Regions from separate parts of the Canis lupus genome. Here regions 1 and 3 are each linked to region 2. The links are chromatin contacts, called in public Hi-C maps. All regions are on one chromosome and are shown on one strand. The core of a region is the stretch at or near the end of the contact, and the rest is flanking DNA. Distances in the headings are between cores, read along the strand shown.

The links. A called contact is a pair of places that touch in the nucleus more often than the background predicts.
Region 1: a Hi-C map of blood shows a contact between it and region 2, with 5 times the contacts expected there. The contact joins the promoter of SMC3 here to the promoter of SMNDC1 in region 2. A contact is called at or near these places in 4 of 9 Hi-C or Micro-C datasets (amygdala and blood).
Region 3: a Hi-C map of blood shows a contact between it and region 2, with 4 times the contacts expected there. The contact joins the promoter of DUSP5 here to the promoter of SMNDC1 in region 2. A contact is called at or near these places in 2 of 9 Hi-C or Micro-C datasets (both in blood).

Annotation. Positions count from the first base shown.
Region 1 is chr28:22,112,944-22,117,033 of UU_Cfam_GSD_1.0, reverse strand. SMC3 (structural maintenance of chromosomes protein 3) reads right to left here and starts at 2,833. Exons shown (of 29, transcript XM_038578770.1): 1 at 2,677-2,833; 2 at 1,661-1,736. The coding sequence starts at 2,691.
Region 2 is chr28:21,896,347-21,900,426 of UU_Cfam_GSD_1.0, reverse strand. SMNDC1 (survival of motor neuron-related-splicing factor 30) reads left to right here and starts at 2,299. Exons shown (of 6, transcript XM_038578766.1): 1 at 2,299-2,506; 2 at 3,726-3,845. The coding sequence starts at 3,726. LOC102156445 (a long non-coding RNA gene) reads right to left here and starts at 2,570. Exons shown (of 5, transcript XR_005380585.1): 1 at 2,132-2,570.
Region 3 is chr28:22,055,282-22,058,962 of UU_Cfam_GSD_1.0, reverse strand. DUSP5 (dual specificity protein phosphatase 5) reads right to left here and starts at 2,297. Exons shown (of 4, transcript XM_038578769.1): 1 at 1,904-2,297. The coding sequence starts at 2,282. It overlaps LOC102156502 (a long non-coding RNA gene), which reads left to right and starts at 2,670. Exons shown (of 7, transcript XR_005380600.1): 1 at 2,670-2,784; 2 at 3,039-3,170.

The DNA.
Region 1 (4,090 bases), core at 1,584-4,083, 220 kb before region 2:
TCTTAACTGAAGTATAGTTAACATTCTTGCCCTCAATTTTTAAGTTTATTTATTTCTAAATGATGTTCTCCCTTTACTGATCTGTATATGAACCTCACTTATGTTATAGACTGAATTGTGTCACCTCCCTCTCCCCCCACTCCCATTCATATGCTGGAATCCTAATTCCAAATGTGATGGTATTTAGATAGGAGCCTTTGGGAGACAATGAGGTGTGAGGGTGGGGCCTTCATGATGGAATTAGTGTTCTAAAGAGGAAGAGGTAAAGAGAACCAAAGAGGTCATGTGAGCAAGATGATGAAGATGCTGACTCCCAGAATGTGACTATGCTGGCACCCTGATCTTGGGACTTGAGTTTCCAAAACAGAAAATACTGTTACTTAAGTCACCCAGTCTATATAAAATGGTAGGCCTAGCAGTCTGATAAACCAATATATATCCCACAAGAAGGACAACGTATACAAGTTTATTCATCTAGCCTTTAAAAATTCAGCAGAACGTCAGAAAACACTTTTGCTGGCTGTATCAGCAAAAAATGGACACTACCATCCTTAGAGTCTCTTTTTTTTTTTTTAAGATTTTATTCATTTATGCATGAGAGACAGAGAGAGGGGCAGAGACACGGCAGAGGGAGAAGCAGGCTCCATGCAGGGAGCCCAAAATGGGAGTGGATCACAGGTCTCCAAGATCATGCCTCAGGCTGAAGGCGGTGCCAAACTGCTGAGCCACTCAGGCTACCCTCATCCTTAGAGTCTTTAGACTAAATACTGTATTGTAGAACACTAATCATTTTAGCCCTTTACCCTCTTACATATACTTCATTTAATTTTCCCAATAGCCCTATAAGATGGGTATCATTAGCTCCACTTTACAAATGAGAAAACTAAAGTCCCTCAGGGAGTCAAGAATGAAAATGACTGCGCCAGAACTGGGATTTGAAACCTATTCTGTTATGCTCCAAAGTTTATCCTCTTCCCACCAAGCTGGATTGTGGGACCTTAACAATATGACAGAAAAAAAAAATATCTGAGATCTGATTTGTGAATAAATAATGGGTATCTTTGAAATAAGGCAACAGTGGCCTAAATTTTAACTAGGAAATGATATATCAAGAACAGAAAACCTCAAAAGCTAAATTGAGTGTCATTTGCTATAAACAAAGCTCTAACGCACACTTTCACACAACCTACAAGGCTACCCAAATAAGAATGAGTAACTAGTGATTATCTTATGCAAATATTTTATTTTTATTTTATTTTTATATTTTTTTAAATTTTTATTTATTTGATAGCCACAGAGAGAGAGAGAGAGAGAGAGAGGCAGAGACACAGGCAGAGGGAGAAGCAGGCTCCATGCACCAGGAGCCCAACGCGGGATTCGATCCCGGGTCTCCAGGATCGCGCCCTGGGCCAAAGGCAGGTTCCAAACCGCTGTGCCACCCAGGGATCCCTTATGCAAATATTTTAATGTATAAAATAAGCAAACCATCAGTGCTGATAGACATGTTATGTCATATACAAAAAACATGTATTTACTTATGTCATACTCCAAGCCAATTCCTCTTTTCTTAAACCTAAAAGGACAGAATTTTTTTTTTTAAGGACAGAATTTAAATGGTTCTACACCTATAAATCTGAAGTTGTAAGCCATGGATACTTACCAATGACATTATGTTTTGAGCTGAAGGGATCTACAATTGTTTGATCTCTGTAACTCCGAAAACCCTGGATGATAACCTGATAAATAAAAAAAGGCACTTTTCAGGGAACATATACTAAAAGAAGTAACTCCTAAACTAACGTTTCTCCTCGGCACTTCTCTCTTTCTGGCTTCTCCCCTAATGCAAGATAGAAAACTTTCAATTTCATGTAAGAGAAACTCATTCTGGAAAGTGGGGATTAAAAATCCTACAAAAAAACAAAAAACAAAAACACCTGCCGGTTTACTGGTAACCACTGGCACTGTTGGAAACTGTGTCAAGCAGGCGCGCTGGGCTGGCCCCAGTTTTCTTATCCAAAGCGTTTCCCTCAGACTCACTAGCCAAAAAACAAAAACAAAAAAAAAAAAAAAAGCAGACGTTCCAAGAAAGGGATGCTTAAGAGTCCAACACATCCCACAGAGAAACTTCTCCAAGAGCGTGAAGGGCTCGTCTCCGCGGTGGACTGCAGCGCGGGAAGACCACATTTTGACAGAAGTACACAAGTGGACGAGGTGGCGCTACACCTTCCGCGAGGGGGGGCGTCCCCTTCGCGTCTCCCGCAATTCGAGGACAAAGACCCGCGGCTAGGCTGACACCCCAACCCGAGCCGCCCCCCCACCCCCGGCCGAGCAGCGCCGCGGGGCTGAGGCGAGGAGACCACCGCTTCACGCGCCCCCGCCGCGGCCCCCAGCCAGCTCGGCGCCCTCGAGCCCGCCCGCCCTCCAATCCTCCTGGAGCGCCCGCCTCCTCAGGGGAGCGCCCCGCGAGGCGGCCCGCGCTGCAGACCCGCGCCCCAGTTCTCAGGGCCCCGCGTCGCGGGGCGGGGCCTCTCCCCTCCCCCGCAGCCCGCGTTCAGCTCGGGGTCCGCCCTGCCGGGAGGCGGGAGGCGACAGGCCCCGGTCGCCCCGCGACACCCCCGCCTCACGGAGCGGCCCTCCGAGGCCCGTGACGGGGCGGGCGGGACGCACGGACCTCACCTGCTTTATGTACATGATTCCGCGCCCCTCGCCGGGGAGGACTCCTCCGGAGAAGCGACAGCGCGGTCGTGGGGTCCAGTGAGACGCCTACGAGACCCCTCCCCCAAGGCGCCGCTCGCCCCGCTCCAGCCAAACAAAATGGCGGCGCCCGTGGAGGCGGAGTCCGCGCCTTGGGCGGAACCATTCTCTCGGCCCCTACAGAGCGTAGGGGGCGTCGGGGTCTGGTCTTCTCTTTCTTTTTGTCCAAAGGAGCCTTACACGGCGTCCCTAAGTGGATTTCATTTGATTGTTGAGTCTGTAGCTGAAATTCTCCTGAAAATTAGTCGGAAGCTTCGTTCGGAAAAGCCTTGTGCGTGAGGTTGGCCCGTGTTCCCTCCGAGCGCGGAGCCAATGGTTGCGTCCACAAGGGGCGAAAGGTTCGGCGCCAAAGGCAAGAGTGAGAGCCCGAGAGCCAATAGCGGGGCTTGCCGGTGGCCACGTGACCTCGGGCTGTTTAAAAACGCGCACCCGGCGCGGCTCTTGCAACCTGCAGGGTCTCGGAGACCCGGGGGCGGCGGCCGGTCTCTCTCCGCGCTCTCTGGGGGTTTATGTGAACCTAGAATGGCCTCCCCGGCTCGGAGCGCACTCGCAGCGCAGCCCGGAAGGGACGTGTCGCTCGAAAATGTGTTGTAATACTGTGAAAATTAATAGCCTGGACTTCTTCCTTTCTTCTGCTGAAAATCTAGGCAGATTTGGACAATTGCAACAAAAAGATTTAGATAAGAATAAAAGCTTTTTTATTTTCTTTAACAGCCTGAAAGATGGTGCTAGCAGCGCCGTTTAGATCTAATCTGATCACTTTTAGGAAGGAAAAAACTTTAGTTAGAAATTGGATCTCTGGGCCGCTGTAAAATTACCTGCCCCTTAAGTCAGTCGATCTTTGCTGCCCCTCCCGCTGCTGTGAGCTGTTCCAGCCCTAATTATTTCTAGATTGAACTGTTTTTAATGACCTGCTAACTTCATCCTTTTCACCCTTGGTGCTGGCAAGGTCAAATCCTTTGCAGCTCTTGGAGTTTAAAAAAAGAAAAAGAAAAAAATCCCTCAAACATTTCTCTGGGATTAGTGTCTCTACAGTGTCAATTTCTGTGGGATTGGAGGCATATTAATAATTAAAGTTGAAAGCCTCCATTTCCTATTCCATAACATAAGGATGATAAAAATCACTTCATTTTTAGAATTAAAAATGGGACGTATAAAATAATTCTATTTACTCAAATTATAGAGATGTATGCCCCTGAGACTTCTATGAAATTGCAGTCTGGCTGACATCTTGTAATGAGACCTGGGGAGAGGACCTGGTTATGCTGTTACCCAGGCTTCTGACCCTGCTTCAAAAAATTCTGAGGCTGTAGACCTTTCAGAAAAATTCAACCTG
Region 2 (4,080 bases), core at 1,050-3,549:
CTTCACACTTGCTCCAATTTTGTCTCTAATAGCATATTGAGCTACTGTAAATCAAATGAGTACAAGTGCTTAAAATGGCGCCTGGTACATACAACTGTTATCTGTTTATGAAAACTAAAATTAAAACTATATTGTTTTTCTCCCACCAAATATAAGCTATGTTGTACATAGTGAGAGACTAAGAGCAATCCTGAAAACAAAAGCTATCAAGATGATATATAAATTCATACAGGAGCTTATAATAAATATTCTCCTATTTTCTGATCTGGAGAGGGTTCACTAGAGTTCTCTTATTTGAGGGGTGCCTGGCTGGCTCAGTCAGAAGAACATGCAGTTCTCGATCTCAGGATCATGAGTTCAGCCTCACAGTGTGTAGAGATTACTTAAGTAAAGCTTAGAAAAGAAAAAAAAGGTTCTCTTAAAGATTTTTACACAACTGCAAAGTTTACTTTATATTCAAGGAAGATCCTTCCGGCATTAGTTCTTCAAATACACAATTAGAATTAGAATAAGAGCAATTGTTACAAACTACATTATATTTGAAACCAATTTCCACTATGTTAAGGAAGTATATCCTTTCTCAGCGGTCTTCCCTCTTAATTCTAGCTACACACTACTGCCCCCTGCAGCATCTCCAATTCTTCCAAATTGCCACCCCGGTTATCACAAACCTAGTTTCCATCTCTATTAAATATCTCAGTAAAAGGGATAGGTGTCTGTAGAGAAGAAAAGGGAAGGCCCCCTCAAAGAAGCAAGAAGGAGCTAGAGCAAGATGTCCCAGTCCAAAAAAGCCCATCTGAGGAGGGCTTTCTTAAGGGTCCAGCAACAGCCCCCAGAGGGTCTTTCTAGCATTCATAAAGCCTGTCTCCCAAGATTCTTGGATTTTTAATTGGAAAAAATAGTATACGTAAGGGTAAAAATTTAGAAAGGGTAAAGTGAAAAAGATAATCAGTGAAAACATTTGGCTTAGGGGACCCCTGGGTGGCTCAGCGGTTTAGAGCCTGCCTTCGGGGCAGGGCGTGATCCTGGAGTCCCGGGAGCGAGTCCCACGTCGGGCTCCCTGCATGGAGCCTGCTTCTCCCTCTGCCTGTGTCTCTGCCTCTCTCTCATGAATAAATAAATAAAATCTTAAAAAAAAAAAAAAGATAACATTTGGCTTCTACTCCGAATCCCTAGATAGGTTTATGTGTATAGAAAAAATATGTATTATTACAAACATGTTTCTTTTTAAACAAAAATGAAAATACATCACTCTGCTTACCATTCAAGACAAGAACTTGAACTAGGGGTGGTGGAAGGGGAGGGGGGCGGGGGGTGGGGTGACTGGGTGGGGGGCACTGAGGGGGGCACTTGACGGGATGAACACTGGGTGTTATTCTGTATGTTGGCAAATTGAACACCAATAAAAAATAAATCTATTATTAAAAAAAGACAAGAACTTGGGAGATTGCCCCCTATCCCGCGAGATTAACCTACATTATTTATTTATTTACTCATTCAAGAGACAGAGAGAGAGAGAGAGGCAGAGACACAGGCAGAGGGAGAAGCAGGCTCCATGCACCGGGAGCCCGACGCGGGACTCGATCCCGGGACTCCAGGATCACGCCCTGGGCTGAAGGCAGACGCCCAGCCGCTGAGCCACCCTTGCGTCCCCCTATGTAATCTATTAAAAGCAAGTCAGTTCAAACAAAATAGGTTTTAAATCAATCAACCTTCTCTCCAATAGGTCCTGCCACAACTTAATTAGCTTTTTGTTGTTACTGAGCCTTATTATCATATAATGCGATGGCTCTGAGGCTTGAGCGGACGCTGGTATCACCTGGAGCGCTTGTTAAAACAGGCTGCTGAGACCCCTCGGATTTCTAATTCAGGAAGTCTGGGGCGGGCGCTGAGACTCCGCGCTCGTAATAAGTTACCAGACACGATGCGGAGGTTGCGGGGACCACACTTTGCGACCCAACCGCCACCATGCACGCTGCGCTAAACTCCGTCCCTCCCACCTCCCAGCACCACTCGTCTAAGAAGGCACACGCGATTATCCTCTCGGGAACTTCAGGAAGGGCGCACCGGTACCTACTCCTAAATAAGCCAAGGACTCTGCACGCGCAGCAGAAATTAGGATGAGACAAACCTACATCCGGCGCCTGGCGCAGCCAAGCTACGCCATTTCCTTTCTGCGAAGCTCCGCCCACTCCGCGTCTCTAACGCGAGTAAAGGTGGGCGGCGCAGAGAAAGCTGGGAATCACGTGAGGAGGTGACGTCTCGCGAGGCTTTTAACCTCTCGCGAGGCTTGATCCGTTCTGTCTTTTCCTCCTTCTAGTGCCCGGCTTTTTCCCCTCCCCCTCGTCGCTGACCAAGTTCTTCCTTTTCAGACCGAGTCGCCTTGTTGTTGCCGCGGAGATTTTTTTTTTTTTTCCTGCTGCTGCCGCCGCCGTCGCCGCCGCCACCACCACTGGGCTCCTTTGCCCCGACCCTCTCCTGCGCCCTGCCCCCAGCCCCACCCAAGGTAACGAAGCCGATGAGGGAAGAGAGCAGGGCCTCGCCGGGCCTGGGCCTCGGGTCGGAGCAGAGGCCTGAGGCCGGGGAGCGGGCGGGCCGCGCCGGAGAGGCTTGGGCAGCCGGCTAGAATCCCAGGGGCCCGGCCCCCCTCCCACCCGGGGTTGGGCCGGGCTGGGCCGGGCTGGGAGCTGCGTGCGGCGGCGGCGACGGGGGCCAAGCGGGGAGCCGGTCGGGTGGGGTGGGGACGCGGGAGGCCTCCGGAGGACGCCCTCAGCCTTCCTGCGGGGCGCCTTGCGGGTAGGAGGCTCCGGCGCCGCCGGGGGCCGCTCCGGTTGTGTTTTCGGTTTCCCTGGAGCTTGTGTTTGGATTTGGAGGTCTGAAGTCCTCGAGCGGTTGTGGCGGGCTTGCTCTCGCCCCTTTGGAGCCCTTCCAGATTCCAGGCTGTGCTGGACGGGAACTGGAAGGCAAGGGTCCTCGGAAACCCCGCGTGATTGCTTTATGCACCGAGAAGGGATTCTCGTGTCGTATTTTCCGGAGGAGAATGAGCCCGGTGGGTGAAAAAGGCACGCTCCTTAGAAAGCCTAAGCGGGACCGTGTTCGTGCCGTTTCTTTAGTGAAGGAGCTGCATCGGCGATATTTAAGTGACCGGGTGAAACATTTTTTTGCTCTGGAGAGAGGTTCTAAACACACTCCTATCTCACGGAGGGAGTATTATTTATGTAGTTAATCCAAAAGCCATTTCTGTTTTGTTTTGGATGTAGTATTGAGTGCTTAAAAACACTTTATCAAGTCTCCACTCTTCAACAGATTAGTGCTTTTTTTTTTCTTTTCTTTTTCTTTTTTTTTTTTTTTTTTTGGTAAAGCTGTAACACCAAACAAACAAACATAAAAGAGCCAAATAGAGTGTCCTCCCTGTTACAGAAGTTTAAAGAAAATTGGAAATTATCCTTCTCCCTTTTGTCTTAGCTCTTGTTTTCTGTTTCTGTGTGGAATTTATTGGACGTGTTTATAAACTGTGGAATCCATTGCCCTGAAGCTTGGGTTTGACTCCCAGCTCTTCTCATAATTAAGAGTAAAGGTAATGGTAATAAGTTAAGCTGCAACAATGAATTACATTGAGGAGCAAAACTGGTAAGGATGAAGGCAGGCAGACAGGGAAATTATTATTTTTTTTTTATGGTGCTTTTGGTTCAGTTTTCATGATCTTACTCTTTTATTTTCCCCAGATGTCAGAAGATCTAGCAAAGCAGTTGGCAAGCTACAAAGCTCAACTCCAGCAAGTTGAAGCTGCATTGTCTGGAAATGGAGAAAATGAAGATTTGCTAAAATTAAAGAAAGACTTACAGGTAAGTATAAGAGGACACTAATAGTTACATTGCTTGGAAAAACTATTCTTTTTCAAATGATCTTATTACTTAGAATCCAAAGCACCATTTGGAGGGGGATATTTCCTCTCCTACTCTCCCTTGTGTGTACATGTGTGTATGTACATAGGCATTTATGGCTCATAGAAGTAGGGTTGCTTCCTCTGTTACAGACCTCAAAATGAGTAAAGCGTTGTTCTGTTATGTAAATCTTGTG
Region 3 (3,681 bases), core at 1,048-3,547, 160 kb before region 2:
TACCACACTGCCTCAAATAGTGAGGTTGAAAGAAACCTACTGGCTACCAGTAGAGGACTGGTTTAAAAAGTAAAAGGGACATGTATGCTCGGATATGGACAAGTCTCCCAAGATCTAGTTAAGTGAAAGAAGCAGGAACTGGAAATATACAAAACCATCCTCTTTTTTAAAGATACTCATGGAAAATCAGCTTGTCTAAAGATGAACAAAAAAAAGTTGGTGGCTGTCTCTGGAGAGTGTAACCGGGCTCAATGGTGTGCAGAAGACACTTTTTTCATTGTACAGCCTTTGTGCTTTTATAATTTTACTTGTGTATGTTACTCTCAAAAAAATTTTTTTTAGACATGAATTTTCCCAAGATGTGAGTCTATAGAGCTCCTTCTTTCCTGTGGCAGTAACTTCTACTAAACAGTCAGCGTGCCCCCCCCAACCCCCCCCCCCCCCCCCCCAGAGGGGTACGGAGCAGAGGCAGGACCCGGAGGGGTTTCCTGGAACATTTCTTTCATGCTACAGGGGAGGCAGTAGCTTTTCCTGTACCCATTACTAAGAACAGGACATAAAAACCACATCAGGAAGAGAAAGAAATCCCAGGCTAAGTGCAAAACTTCTGCAGAGCTGGGAGGGCATCTCTCCATCCCCTGCAAGCTGAGAAGATGACCATCTTCTGCTTGTCATCTCCCTAACAGGAATAAACAGGGGACAGTCTGTAAGAGGTGCTAATGGAGGTGGGGGCTGCGCGTGTGATCTCCTGGCCTAGAGTGTGTGAAATTCCCCAAACTGCATGGTTTTAAAACAGGGCCCTAATCCTCAGCTCACTGCATCCGAGTTCTGAACCACATTCCTGCTGTATCTCAAGGAGTGGGCAACAGGGTTGGCAGGGCCTTGGGGCACAGCTCGGCTGAACTCTCATCTCTGCACTGTGGACTAGGTCTTCTACACATCGGAGATTACAAAGAACTCAAGACAAGGCGCGAGAAGTCATAGGAAGGGATCCAGAAATCAAAGCTCCGTAGTCTGAAAGTAAGTCACCTGCTCACTACAAGGGTCAGAAGTCAAAGTCCTCTCTCCAGCAGGTGTAATGGGCGGACTGGTGGGGCACCTCCTGGGGCGACTCAGACCAAAGGCGACGGAGTCCCTTTGGCCACCAGCCCGCTACGCCTCTCCCAAATCCTGGCTCCCGGCCGGCCGCCCCCCAACCCCTGGCAGCCGTCAGGGAGCCGGCCCCGGGGATGACCTGGGGGCCAGGGGGCGGGGGGCAGTTAAGGGAAGGGGTAAGAAGAGCGGGAAGGCTGTCGGTTCCAAATGGAGCTAGAGAAAGACCTGGGAGGGGAGACGGGAAGGCCGGAGGAAAACAATAAAAAGCAGTAAAATGCAGTGGAAAGGAAGGGGAGGGGCTGGCCAGGGTCAAAAAGGCAAGAGGGGTCGGCGAAGACTGCCCAGCACACGTTAACCGTCCAGGCGGGAGGAAGGGGGCGCCGCGGCGCCACGCTCCGGGGGCGGGGGGTTGGGGGCGCGACCCGCTGATCCCGCCAGATCAGTCCCGGAGCAGGGCTCGGAGCCCCGGCCCCCGCGAGGGCGGCTAAGCCGGCGAGGCTGGGCGCGCGCGGCACGAGCCGACGGCCCCCTCCGCGGGACCCCCCCCCCCCCGCCCCGGGCCGACCGGCTGCCCGGAGCTTTCGAGGAACGCGGGTGGGAGGGCGAGGCTGCGAGGCTGGCGCGGGCAGCGGCCTCCCCGGCGCACGTCAGCCCCGGGTGCGGACTTCGGGAGGCGGCGACGCCCGGGGCGGGGGTGGCGGGGGTGGCGGGGGGCGCGCCGCACGAGGAGCGCACGGGAGCCCCCCAACCCCCCGGGCCGGGCGGGGGCGGGGGCGGGGGCGCGGGCCGGGCGCCCCGACGCGCTCACCTTTGAGGAAGTAGACCCGCGGCCCGGCGGGCAGGCAGGCGAGCAGCGAGGTGAGCACGACGCGCGCGGCGCTCTCCTCGCGCAGCTTCTGCCAGTGGCGGCTGCCCTGGTCCAGCACCACCACGGCCGCCACGCCGCCGCCGCCCTCCTGCAGCAGCCGCGCGCGCGCCGCCTCGTCGGGCAGCACGTAGCGCGCAGACACCGCGCCGCCGCGGGCCCGCCGCAGCACCACCGAGTTGAGGTTGACGTTGAGCGAGCCGCGCACGCTGGAGGCGGCGAAGGCCAGGTAGGGCCGGCAGTCGAGCACCACGCAGCGCGCCGCCGCCTCCTTGCGGAGCATCTTGCGCAGCTGGCGCCCGTCGAGCGACGTGACCTTCATGCCGCGCGCCCCGCAGGTGCCCCCGGCCGGGGCCCGCCGGCGAGGCACGGGAGGCCCGCGAGGCTGCGAGGCTGCGAGGCTGCGAGGCTGCGAGGCTGCGAGGCTGCGGCCGCTCCACCGACCGCCCGAGCCCGGCGCCGGAGCCGGAGCCGGAGCCGGAGCGGCCGCGCGGCTCTTCTTTCCCGCCCCGCACGCTCGGCAGCCGGCCCGGCCACTCGCCGCCCCAGAAGCCGGGGATTCCGCCGGCAGCGCCGCGTTTTATGTGAATGAGTGAGCGCCCCGTGACGCGGCTGCCCATATAAGGCCGGAGGGGGCCTCGCCCCGCCCCCGGCGTCTGGCCCCGCCCCGGGGAGCGAGCCGGAGGCGTGGGGCGGGCGCGCCCTTAGTCAGCCGGCGAGGGAGGAAGTGGAAGGCGCCTCCCTCGGCCCTGCGGCCGGCGCGGGCACACTCACTCGCGCATCACCCGGGCCGCCGCCGCTGTCAGGAGCGCCGCGAGGCCGAGGTGACCCACGCTGTGCGGGAAGAGGGGGCGGCGGGGGAGGCAGGGCCTGGCGCCGCGCGATCCGCCTCCGAGGCTCCCAGACGCGGGGGCCGAGGCTGCTGGGGGCCGAGCCGGGCGCGGAGCGAGCCGGGGCCGAGGGCAGCCCCCCCTCCCCCCCCCCCCCCGCCGCCTGTGCCCGCGGGGCAGCCGGTGCGGGAGCCTGGGCTTCCCCGAGGCCTGACGCGGGAACGACGTGCTTCGCGCTTCGCCTCTAGGGATGAGCTATGGAAGACTCCAGATTGGGTTTGCGTCGGTGACCGGTGGAGTGCAGGCACGGCCACCGTCTGCTGGGCTCCTTACACTGTTTTCTCCACGTTTCTGTGTGCTTGACGTTTTCTGTAATAAAGGTAACCTCGGGGATCCCCGGGTGGCTCAGCGGTTCAGCGCCTGCCTTCGGCCCGGGGCCTGATCCTGGGGTCCCGGGTTCGAGTCCCGCGTCGGGCTCCCTGCGTGGAGCCTGCGTCTCCTCCTGTGTCTCTCATGAATAAATAAAATCTTAAAAAAGAATAAAATAAAGGCAACCTCAAAGTCAAAATGGAGAGAAGAGCCAGCAGTTTATCTCCCCAAATGGATTCTGCCCTCAAAGGATGGGCAGTCCTTTTTTCTCTGTAACACTTCAACAATAATGAGAATAATTGTTTTTTATATTTTATTTTTTTTTATTTTTGAGGAGCCGTCTTCTGGCCCCTGGAAAATCTATCACGGAATCGGCTGCAGCGTCAACATGCATCCGTTGACGGAGCTCAGTCCAGGCAACTGTCCAGGTGGCTTCTGGATTTGGGGGATTATCTGTGGATCAAGCCTAATCCCAGGCTGTCTGCTCCCCAGCAGTCCCCAGCAGCTTCAGGCTTCCCATCC